Linked DNA regions of Sus scrofa: region 1 is linked to region 2. A link is a contact called in public promoter capture Hi-C data. All regions are on one chromosome and are shown on one strand. The core of a region is the stretch at or near the end of the contact, and the rest is flanking DNA. Distances in the headings are between cores, read along the strand shown. Region 1 has its middle 28 kb from the start of PCOLCE2. Region 2 holds the start of RASA2 (ras GTPase-activating protein 2).

What was found. Promoter capture Hi-C pulls out the DNA fragments that hold promoters and counts their contacts.
Region 1: a contact with region 2 is called in a promoter capture Hi-C map of fetal liver, with 17 times the contacts expected there. The contact joins the enhancer-like site here to the promoter of RASA2 in region 2. A contact is called at or near these places in 5 of 5 promoter capture datasets (fetal liver, fetal skeletal muscle, liver and 1 more) and 13 of 47 Hi-C or Micro-C datasets (alveolar macrophages, blood, differentiating spermatogonia and 9 more).

The regions. Positions count from the first base shown.
Region 1 is chr13:83,618,199-83,624,483 of Sscrofa11.1, forward strand. No RefSeq gene overlaps it. Among named protein-coding and RNA genes, the nearest start is that of PCOLCE2, 28 kb to the left of the region's middle. Within about 2 kb of position 1,768, at least 2 of the 83 cell types and tissues checked have an H3K27ac peak or open chromatin away from gene starts, as enhancers often do. A contact at or near this core is called in fetal liver, where this site is marked.
Region 2 is chr13:82,226,236-82,231,781 of Sscrofa11.1, forward strand. It overlaps RASA2 (ras GTPase-activating protein 2), which reads left to right and starts at 3,903. Exons shown (of 24, transcript XM_021069545.1): 1 at 3,903-4,085. The coding sequence starts at 3,953.

The DNA of each region.
Region 1 (6,285 bases), core at 518-3,017, 1.4 Mb after region 2:
TCTCTGTCTTAATAAATGGTGCCACGATCCATGCATTGCTGAAGCCAGAAGTCCGGGGTCATCTGACCCTCTTTCTTCTCATTTGCTTCCCACACCCAGCCGCAAAGGCTTATTGCTTTTACCTGTGCCTGTTCCTTGAACCCATCTGACTTTCTTCATCCCCCTTGCCGTTCTCTTATATTCTCTGTTAGTCCTAAATGGTCTTCTTTTTCCTTCCATTCTTCACATTGCAATCAGATTGGGGTTTTTTATCGAAATGCAAATATTGTCCCCTTAATGGTACCCATTTCTCTTAGGGATGAGTTGCAGACTCATCACAGCTTATAGGCCCTATAGGATCTGTAGATTTGACCCTGAAATGGCAAATGGGTTTTACTCTAAGAAGGTTTAATGGTCCCCATTGGCCACAGGATGCAGGCCAAATGTAGGGAGTTCATCAGATCTTTAATTCCTGGCTCCTATCTGCCTCTTGGGCTATATCTGGACTTTTACCCATGTGCACACTGCTCTCCAGTCATCTTGAATCACTTCCAGGTCCTGGGATGTGCCACCATCGCCTCTGTGCCCAGTCATGCACCTGCTGCTTCATCTGCGTGGAGAGTTTGTCTTCTTTTCTGTACTTGGCACATCCTGTTTATTTTGCAAATGATTTTCCTTGGTCTCTTCCTCCAGGGGGCCTTTCCAGGTTATCAAGTCTAGACTAATGGCCTTTACTAAAGGCTCCAATTTTTGTTCAGTCTTTTTTGTTTCCTATAACATCTATGCTTCTGTACTAGCCAAATCCCTTGCCAGATTCCTCTTTTGGACTGTAAGCTTGGTGTGGAAAGGACCATGGCCAGCTTATTCATCGCCATATTCCCAGTACCATTCACCAGTGCATGGCACATAGTAGGTATTAAACAAATATGTGTGAGGTGAATGAATGCATGTATTTAACAGAAATCATTACTATAATAAAAAGATTAGAAACAGCAGCTAGTAAATATTGTAATTACGGAATTCCCTTGTGGCTCAGCTGGTTAAGGATCTGGCGTTGTCACTGCCATAGCTCTGGTTACTGCAGTGGCACATGTTTGATCCCTTGCCTGGGAACTTCCACATGCTGCCTGTATAGCCAAAAAAAATATTGTCATTCGTTCATTCATTCAATCTCAGTCTACCAAGGATTTATATGCCAGGCACTGGGTTAAGAAAGTGGTACTAAAAAAGCTACAGGAATAAGAAAATATGTTTATAATGCAATATACTGTAGAATAAATAAATAAACAAAACCAGAATACCAAACTGGGTGTACACTATGATTACAACCCTATAAAATATGGAGGCAGCATCCTGGTATTGTGCAGTGGTTTTTAAGGTTTTCTATTTTTAGTTAAATGCTTTTTTTTTTTCCTTCTCCAAATGAAATCTGAGAAGCCTAAAATATGAAACAAAACAAAAAACCAGAAATATTCTGCTTGATATAGGGGTGGAAGCCAGTGCCTGCCCATGCTTTTTCCTCCGTTCTCCTTTCTGCCCCCACACCCCTACCCCACCCCCACCCCTACCCCCACCCCGAGCTGGAAGGCAGTCCCTGTGGCATGCTCAGAGAGGATTATTTGAAAATCCCCAGAATAGACTTCTGGTGGTTAAACATTTCCATTTAAAAACATACACTTTTCTTTGATCCCTTCCAAAATTCCGCGAAAATGACAGCCCCACATCCACAAGGACAGAGTAAAGGGGTGAAGAGTCAATGTCAACCCTGTGGGGAACAGGGACAAGGACTAGATGAATGATGACTAACCCAGTGGGGCTAGGAAAACAGAAACCTGCATGTCTGCAGATGGGAAGCTATTAAGAAGGAAGCCAGATCAGTACAACATCCCAGAAGGGCCCTGGGACTAGGGGGCACAGATTCTTCTGAAAGAGAGAGCAGGAGGCAGGGCTGCAAATAGGAGGTTTATGGAAAGTCTTTTGAGGGAGCCATCAGATCCCCAAGTTCCCTCACTCAGCAGCCAGATGACTCCCTTTCTCCCACCCCAGCAGAAGCCAGGTTTACTCTTTGAGGTAAGTGACCCCCAGGAGGTTCCAGACTCAGGAAAACTGCGTCTCAGGTGTTAAGACTTCAATATGAATTTTGCGGCTTGAGGGGAACGCAAATTAACCCATAACAGCAAAAACAGACAGCAAGTAAATAGCATTTTCTTCTTTCTTTCTCTCCTCCCTCCCTCTTCCTTCCTTCCTTTTCTCTTCCTTCCTTTCTTTTCCTCCTTCCTTCCTTCCTTCCTTTTTCTTTCTCTTTCCTTTCATCCATCCTTCCTTCCTTCCTTCCTTTCTTTCTTTCTTGTTTCTGCCACTTAGACCCAAAGAGGTCTGCTTTAGTTCCCTCAGCTCTATGTCCTGCCTGGTGAACGTTATACTCCTCTTTAACTGTTCCTTAAATCTGCACTGGCATTCACCTTTCCTATATTTATGTTCCTTAAAACAAGAAGTGGATCATAGTTTTCACAGCATATAGTGCCAGATGATCAGATTAGTAGAGATCTGCTTATTCACTCCGTGATCTTGGTGAAATTCTCTGTGCCTCAATTGCCGCATCTGTAAAATGGGGCTGATGATAATAGCAGGGTGTTGTGAAGATCGGTGTATTAATGGATGTAAAGTATTTAGAGCAGAGACTGGAACATGGTGTATGTTATGTAAGTGTGTCTATTATTTATTCATTCAGTAGTGTATAAAGGGAATAACTACATGTCATATACATGGTAGATGCTCAATAAATATTTTTAAATTTTACATTGTAAATGTATATGCTATAAACAAGTTGTTCTTAAGGATATCTTCAAGTCTTTATTAATCAGTATCTTGTTATTTGCCCACGTAGGGATATCTTTTAAATTTCTTTTTCACTGAGTCAATGGTCACCATAAACAGCTGTAAGTCTGGAGCACCTTGCTTAAATACTTTAAGAAAGTTGATACAATAAACAAGTAAAGAGCCATTTCCCCGTACTTTATTTATTTATTTTTTTTATTTTCCCACTGTACAGCAAGGGGGTCAGGTTATCCTTACATGTATACATTCCCCGTACTTTAGAAGCTTGGTCATATAGGGGAAGTAAAAGGGTAAAAGTGAGGGCTGCTGACTCCTGGTCCTGGCTCTCCTCATACACTGTGAGACTGAACAGAAGTCTTATGTTCTCTGGACTCTGGCATCTTTATTTACAAACTGAGGCTGGATTGTGTAATCTTTAGGGCCTTTAATATTCTATATTATTTATCTGTGAAAGAACATCTTATCTGAGCTGCTCAGATCCTTTACTTTTTATTTATTTATTTTTTGGTCTTTTTGCCATTTCTTGGGCTGCTCCCACGGCATATGGAGGTTCCCAGGCTAGGGGTCGAATCGGAGCTGTAGCCGCCGGCCTCCGCCAGAGCCACAGCAACACTGGATCCGAGCCGCATCTGCAACCTTCCCCACAGCTCATGGCAACACTGGATCCTTAACCCACTGAGCAAGGGCAGGGTCGAACCCGCAACTTCATGGTTCCTAGTCGGATTCGTTAACAACTGCATCACGACGGGAACTCCTCAGATCCTTTAAACGTGACATTCTCCCTCTTTTACTACTCTTTTAGGCTTTTTAATTTTTTTTTTCTTTTTTCTTTTTTGGTCATGGCAATCAGGGGCTTGATGCAGCATCTCATTTCTCAGACCAGGAAAATGCAGGATCTCATTTCCCAGACTAAGTGAAAGTGCTGAGTCCTAACCACTAGACCACCAGGGAACTCCCTCCTGTTCTAATTTGAATATAATCTTTAGTAATACTGACACATAGTTGTATTTCCAGGCATCAGTTATATAAATGACCAATAAATTATTAAATTTTGGCAAATATTATCAGAAGAGTGTCTTTTATTTATGTATTTATCTTCATTTTTTTATTTTTTGTCTTTTGTCCTTTTTTAGGGCCACACCAGCAGCATATGGAGGTTCCCAGGCTAGGGGTCCAATAGGAGCTGTTGCAGCCAGCCTGCACCAGAGCCACAGCAACACTAGATCCTAGCCGCACCTGCAACCTACACCACAGCTCACCATAATGCCAGATCCTTAACCCACTGAGCAAAGCCAGGGATCAAACCTGCAACCTCATGGTTCCTAGTCGGATTCGTTTCTGTTGCGCCACAACAGGAATTCCCAAGAGTGTCTTTTAATAAGTTGAGCATTTTATTTTCTAGTGAGTAGCCCTCCCTCCAAAAGAAATCAATAAGAGGGTAAGAAGAGATTTTTTAGAATGCTATTTTTTTTTTTTGAGTTCTAACTCCTTGGCCATTTTTCAGTTCATCAGAATAGTGTTTTGAGTCTTGACCTTGTAGTCAGTTGGTTAATCAGTCTGCGACCATGGGGTCTCTGGCACTGCTGGCAGGTAAGAGAAGGGGGGATGCGAAGGAAGCAAGATACATGACGTCTGCCTTTAATGGGGTCCCGTCTTATGCTGAGAACTGAGGATGCTTGGACAGACACGCAGAAACAGGAACACATGCACACACCCATACATGCCAAGTGATGCCGCACTCTTTTATTTAACAAAAATGTGGTGCTCCCTGTTCTGTTCTTGGGGAGCAGTGCTGACAAGACAAAGTTCTAGTCCTCATGGAGCTGTCATTTCAGTTAACTATCCATCTCTGAATAAAAGAAGAAGATGAAGGTAAAGTGAGGGTTAATGTCCCACCATCAGCTTTGTGGGCAGATTCACACCCGAGCAGCAGGGGGCAGTCTGCTCAGCTGGGGCAGCTCTGTGGCTCCACACCATAGTCTTATTGTGCGGGGAAGCAACAGTGTGCCCTGCGTATCTGACACACAGGGTAGATCATTATTTTGTTTATTTGTTTTTCTTCTTCTTGTTTTTCAGCTTTGCCCTTGGCTTGAAGTTCCCGAGCCAGGGTTTGAACCCACACCACAGCAGTGATATGAGCTACAGCAGTGACAACATCAGATCCTTAACTACTAGGCCTCCAAGGGACTCCCAAGCTCACTGTTTGACAGATACTCCTCTCTGCATTATTTTCAGTAATAATAGTAAAATAAAATGGAATAACAGGGAGTCCCCATCGTGGCTCAGTGACAATGAATCTGACTAGCATCCATGAGGACACAGGTTTGATCCCTGGCCATGCTCAATGGGTTAAGGATCCGGTGTTGCTCTGAGCTGTGGTGCTTGCAGACGCAGCTCAGATCCGAGGGGCTGTGGCATAGGCCAGCAGCTGTAGCTCCGATTGGACCCCTAGCCTGGGAACCTCCATATGCCATGACTGCAGCCCTAGAAAAGGCAAAAAAAAAAAAAAAAAAAGAAAAGAAAAGAAAAAAACAATTCTAATTCACTCAGCTCCAGGAACAGAACATTGAAGACCTGAATGTTGGGCATGAACAGCTCTATGCCCTGAGGCCTGCCTGACTTCAGTTTTTTCTCAGCCTTTCTCCTTTGAACTGTGATGGTATAGCCGCTCCACCTCCATTACAATTTTCTTTCATTTTAGACTGATAAAATGATGAGTGCAAAGAAAACTGAAAAGTTGGACAATCATGAACTTGTTTCATCTGCTACTCTGTACTCAAAAAATTTCTGTATGTCTGGGCAGATTTGTCCATTCCCCATGAACTCTGGAGACATGCTCCATCCAGCTGGCAAGAACTGGACCATGGCCCAGCTGATTTTCATGTTCTGAAGACAAAGCTAAGGACTTCTGTGGCCAAGAACCTGTCACTTGCCTGGTTGGTACACATTTTTTTTTTTTTCTTTTTGGGTCCACACCTGTGGCATATGGAAGTTCCCAGGCTAGGGGCTGAATGGGAGCTGTAGCTACCAGCCTACACCACAGCCACAGCAATGATGGATCCCAGCTGCATCCTTGACCTTTGCCATAGCTGGCAGCAATGCTGGATCCTTAACCCACTGAGCGAGTCCAGGGATCAAACCTGCATCCTCACGGATGCTACATTGAGTTCTTAACCTACTGAGCCACAACGGGAACTCCCTGATTGGCACACATTTGAGTTAGCACCTCCAGGATTCATTGAAGGATGATGGGGCCTCCTGGCTGGATCCACCTGGCTGGACTCATGGCAAGTTGGAGGTCAGTGTGTCACCTTCCCATCCCCTTCCCAGTGCCATGGGAGAAGAATGGAGTGGCGTCCAGGTAAATGACGCCCTTGAGTACTTCCAAACTCTGAGGAAGCAAAAAAGAAGACTTGGGAGGAACTAGAAATGATCTGGCTACAGAGCCATCCCAAAGCCTCCTCCAGC
Region 2 (5,546 bases), core at 2,653-5,152:
TGCCTCCTGAGTGTACAGCCCTATGGAAATGATCTGCATTTAAATATTAAATAGCAAGCACATTTCTCTTCCCCTGACTCACCAGAAAGAAGGTGAATGAATGAATAACTCAGGGCAGAAGACACCCTTTATATCACCATGTTACAGGTTGGTGGGTGCTGACTCAAAACAATGCTGAACAACTGACAGGGTTCTGCGATTAGTTTCTAACTGCAGGACATATTCTTATTGAGTTCCCCTACCTCAGCCACCAGGAAGCCAGCCAATTTATAGGTGAAATCACTGAATGGGTTAAAAACTGGTGAAGAAATAGGAAAAGACAAAGTAGTGAATGGAGGGGGTAGAGATAGGCGTGAGGGCCTTTAAACACATTCATTAATAATTTGAGGAAGGAAGTGAAGGGCAAGTTTGTGTATGATGCAATATTGTTCCAGTTGCTAAACATCATGAAGAAATGAGAGGAACTTAGCTGAATTTAAAACACAATGCAAGGGACGATGAAGGGAGGGGAGGGAACAGCCTTCTGGTCATAGTATTGTGAGTAGATCTTCTGAGTCTTTACAAAACTTTATTTCCCAAATATCTTTCATCAAGGAAACACTGACTCTGCTAAAAATCTCTGCAAGCCAGACCAGTACCAGAAAAAGAATATTACTGTCCTTCTATGTTTATTCAGAATTAGAGTAATTGGGAATGATTTCAGATGAAAAAATGGAGTTTCTGCATTTTAGTGAAAGAGTATCATAATTCTTCAATCTGCAGCAGGAAGGCTGCTTGGGAGGGAAAAAATGTCATTGTGTACTCCACATGGAATTGTTTCATACAATTTACTGATAGAGTTATAGATTTGGAGTTAAGCTAGTAAAAAGAAAGGAAATTAGGAGAATCTGGATATTAAGAGAATCAGATATTTTGAAGGGAAGAACAAATCTTTAAAAGCTTTTAATTTGAAATTATAGGATGTTGGAGTTCTCATTGTGGTTCAGCAGATTAAAAACCAGATTAGTATCCATGTGAATGCAGGTTCCACCTCTGGCCTCTCTCAGTGGGTTAAGCATCCGGTGTTGCCATGAGCTGTGGTGTAGGTCGCAGGTGAGACTCAGATCCCACATTGCTGTGGCTGTGGCTAGGCTGGTAGCTACAACTCCGATTCAACCCTTAGCCTGGGAACTTCCATATATTGTAGGTGCATATAAACAAACAAACAAAATTATAGGGTGCTGTTAAGTTTTCCTATTACCATTTTAACCATTTGGACAGGTATGAAAATGGATAATAAGTACAAATCAGAATTTCCAAAACAGGAAAATTTCAAGTCTGCGAACTGGAGGAAGTAAGAGAGCTAACATGATTCAAATCATTCATTTAACAGCTATTTATTGGGAGAGTTAAAAAAATGAATCTAGAAGAAGAGATAAACAAGTACACAGGTGCATGACAGCAGGTAGAAAATGATCAATGCCACAAACAGGTACAAATCAGAAACTGTGAAAGAAAGAGAGACATGGGAGTTCCCATTGTGGCTCAGTGGTAACGAACCTGACTAGTATCCTTGAGGATGCGGGTTCGATCCCTGGCCCCACTCAGTAGGTTAGGGATCCAGCGCTGTCATGAGCTGTGGTGCAGGTCGCAGACATGGCTCAGATCCCCCGTTGCTGTGCCTGTGTTGTAGGCTGGTAACTGCAGCTTCAATTTGACCCCTAGCATGGGAACTGCCATATGCCAAAGGTGTGGCCCTAAAAAGACAAAAAAGAAAGAAAGAAAGAAATGTAAGGGATGGGGCAGCATTTGGCGAGGCAGGAAGCCCTCCAAGTGGCTCAGTGTAGCCAGAGATAAGAGAAGTTAGGTAGGCCGGGTCCAGGACCAACCCTGAAAACTTGCCCTAGGAATCTGAACTTTTAGTCATTCTAGTATTCTTCATGACCTGTAGTATAGCTGGCTTGCTGGCTGAAGGGATAAATGAAGCCAGTGATGCTTTCTTGAGCAAAGTGACAAACTCCAATTTTTCTTTAAAAAGATTAATTTAAGTGGTGTGCAGGAGGAATGAGAGGGATGGGAGACCTGTGACAAGAGTTCCAGTCAAGAGCAGGAGGTGACGTTTACTGAATTAATTCTGCTAACTGCCCAGCATTCCTCTATTTGCTAACTGCCCAGCATTCCTCCACATACATGCTCAATAATCACCCTCTAAAGAAGGAAGAGTAAGTATACAACATTCCTATTTTACTGTTAAAAAACAGGTTCAGAAAGATTAACTTGCCCAAATGTTGCATGTAAAAAGGATAGAATTAGGCTTCAACCCAGCTTTGTCTCTTTCTTTTTGAAAATAAAACTCACAAAAAAAACCCCACTATAACATGTTGATAGGGAATGAATGGAAAGGAAGGAAGAGAGAAAAGATATTTTAGCAGAGTCAGAAGGATGTGGCAATTGAAAACTGTATGGGGACAAGGGATTCAAAAAAGAGTCAGTCTCTAGCTCAGATAACAGAATATGGCTATGAATTCAGATTTGGAAAGGAAGATAGGGAATTAAGTTTTGGATTTATTGTTTGAAATGACAGCAAAACATTCATATAAGAGGAGGTATGTTCACTTGCTCCAACGTGTGTAAAATCACTGGCAACACAAGCAGAATTGGAAGTGTCACTCCCCGGCCACAGACATATACCAAGGCCATTCTCTCTGGCTGTCCAGCCTTTGGACAAGTGGCTTCTGTTCCTTGGCACATTTCTGCCTCTCCCCTGTTGTCTTCAGTTCATCTCTACATTTCCCAGGAAGTTCTTTCCTGACTTCCCAGTTTTAATCACCTTATTCTTTTCTCCTGGTCCCTATGTCTTTTTCTGTGTTTCCCTGAATTCTGAGCTGCTGGAGAGCTGGGGCTATCTTCACCTTGACATTGTGCAGTCTCTGACACTATCTATTGTTAAGTCTGACCCTCATAAAATATTTGTTGTCAGATTGAGTCCTACTGTTGCCCTAGAAAACGACTACCCTGCCCTATTAAGTCACAGTTTCTTCCTTCTTAAGGCAGTGTAGTTAACCTCAAGACTAGGAAATCATCTTCCTCCTCACATACCAGGGTATTATTCATGCAGTTTACTCACTGCAAAAAGTTCCCTTGAAGTAAAGCTAACAGCTAGTCAAAGATTTATGAATTTCCTAGTGTCAATCAACTTTTATCAAGCTCGTTTAGGGCTGCGGGGGGCGGGGCGGGGCGGGGCGGGGGGGGGAATGGAGTCTGACCTTTCTTTGCTCTCAGTTTCCAAAACACACAAGTGGTGGGAAAGGCTTCAAAGTTTCTCTGTGGGAGGGTCTCAGGCGCTGTACTCAAGTTGTGATTGGGAGTATGGACTTGTTTTTGAATTACCTTTTGCAAAACAGTGTTCTTACTTAAAAGTAAGAATTTGTGTGTGGGGGGGGCGTGTGGCTTGAGGGGGGAGTCTCTAAGGCGCCTCTTAGCTCCTTTTGAATAAGGTAGTTTTGAGGTCCACGCAACTGTCAAATTCCATTCTATTTTCTTCCCACTTGGAGTTCCCTTGAGTGTTAGATGTGGAAATCTGCTAGTGGTGGGGGTGTGGCGCGGAAAGGCTAATTCCCAGGGGGATTTGGAGAACCTCGAAAGGGCAGGGTTTTCCCTCAGTGGAATTTTGAGGCTGCTCAGAGTCCCGACTTGGAGTCGCACTTGTGCTAGAACCTTTTATGGGGCCGAGAAGAGGAATGTCTAGAGATGAGTTCGAGCAGAGCTGCCGGGGTTCGGTGGAGTGGGGACGGCGACCACTAGGCTCGGGTGGGGCGGGGGCGGGGCGGCGGTGGGGCGGGGCGGGGCGAACCAGGCAGAGGCCCGGGGGGGCGGGGCCAGGCGCGCGGCTCGCCTTGGCGGAGGCCGCGACTGGGCTCCGCCTCGCCCGGCTACGCAGGCGGCGGGGCTGCGGCACAGGCCGGGCGGCACCATGGCGGCGGCGGCGCCTGCTGCTGCTGCGGCTTCTTCCGAGGCGCCGGCGGCGACTGCGACGGCAGAGCCAGAGGCCGGGGACGAGGACAGTCGCGAGGTCCGAGTGCTGCAGAGCCTGCGGGGCAAGATCTGTAAGCGCGGCCGGACTGAGGGAACCCACCCGGCGGCGGCGGCGGCGGCGGGACTGAGTGGGCGGCGGGCGCGCGGGGGTGGCGGCGCCGAGCCGCGCTGGGATCACTGGGCGGAGAGGGGCCCGGGCGGGGGCCGGGGCTGGGCAGGGCGCGCGGGGAGGGCCGGCACAGGGAGGCTGGAAGGGGGGTGTGTGTTGGGGGAGGCGTCGCCCGGACGGGGCGGTGTGGGCTGGGGCTACCCCTCTCGTGAGGGAGTGGAAAGCCGGGGATTTGCCGGGGTGGGGGTAGGCTCTCGGGCAGCGCTGGCGCCAGGGGCTCGCCTTTGGGGCGCGGCCTGGGCGCGGGGACGCCCCGACGCGGGGTGCGGCCGGGGGCGCGGGCTGGGGGCGTGAGGCGCTTCCGGCCGCCCTCCGACGCAGGCCTCCGGGTGGCTGCGGGCGTCGGGAGCGGCCGGTTGGTGGGAGCCGGGCGGTAATTACCAGGAGGCGCGGCCGGAGGAGGAGGGCGGGGAGTGGGGTGGCCCGAGGGGAGGGGGCTGCATGTTTTCTGGGCTCCAGAGCCGGGGCGACATTGGAAACGGCGCCCAGAGTGGAGGAAAAGGGCTACCCTGGGACTCGAGTGGCCTCAGCAAGGGTGCTCGCGAGTGAGCGCGATGGGAGGGGCTGGGGCCGGACACCTGTACTCGCCCCACCTCGCTGCGGCGGGGACTTGAATCGAGAGACAGCGTGACTGACGGGGACTTCAGGCAGGATGTAGTGGCTTCCTGTGAGCAGGTCTCAAAACACAGTCATCCAGCCCGCACTTAACCCACTTAATTCCTTTCTTTCTCATGCATGTGATTGTTACTTTTGTGAGTGACCAGCCTAGTTGCCTTCGAATTTTTGCTCAGAGGCCCTGAGCATTACTATAGACCATTTGAGTTCAGTCATTTGGACATTTATTTTTTTAAATGATCCTTTGGCGTCAGATGGCTTTTTTTTTTTTTTTTTTTCCCAGTCGTTTATTCAGAGGAAACACTTTTTTTCCCCTTTATGTTGTTTGTAAAATATATCGATAGAACTTATTTTCGCGTTTGTGGAAAATTAGCTTTGCTTTCTTGATTCAGTATCCTCAGATTAGAAACATGTTTCATGTAAATAACCCTTAGTTATGAGGAGTACTTTTTACTCTGTATGATGAAAATCGAATTGCATTAAAATGGTTAACAATGCTCTTTCTTGTGCAGGATGTAAAAATTTCCTCTTCCCGAATAGTGGTATTATTAATTGAGCTTGGATTTTCCCACTTTCCTCTTTCAAGTTACTCCTCCTTTCAAGTATTTCAGATTTTATTAAACCTCAGAAGCAGACTGTTAAATTCTCTCACCTTTTTATTCCCAGAAATAGTCCTGGGGTTCTTAAGAGAGGTACAGTTCTTAAAACCTGGAAAAATGACACCTGAGAAGAAGATCTTGTCTATATT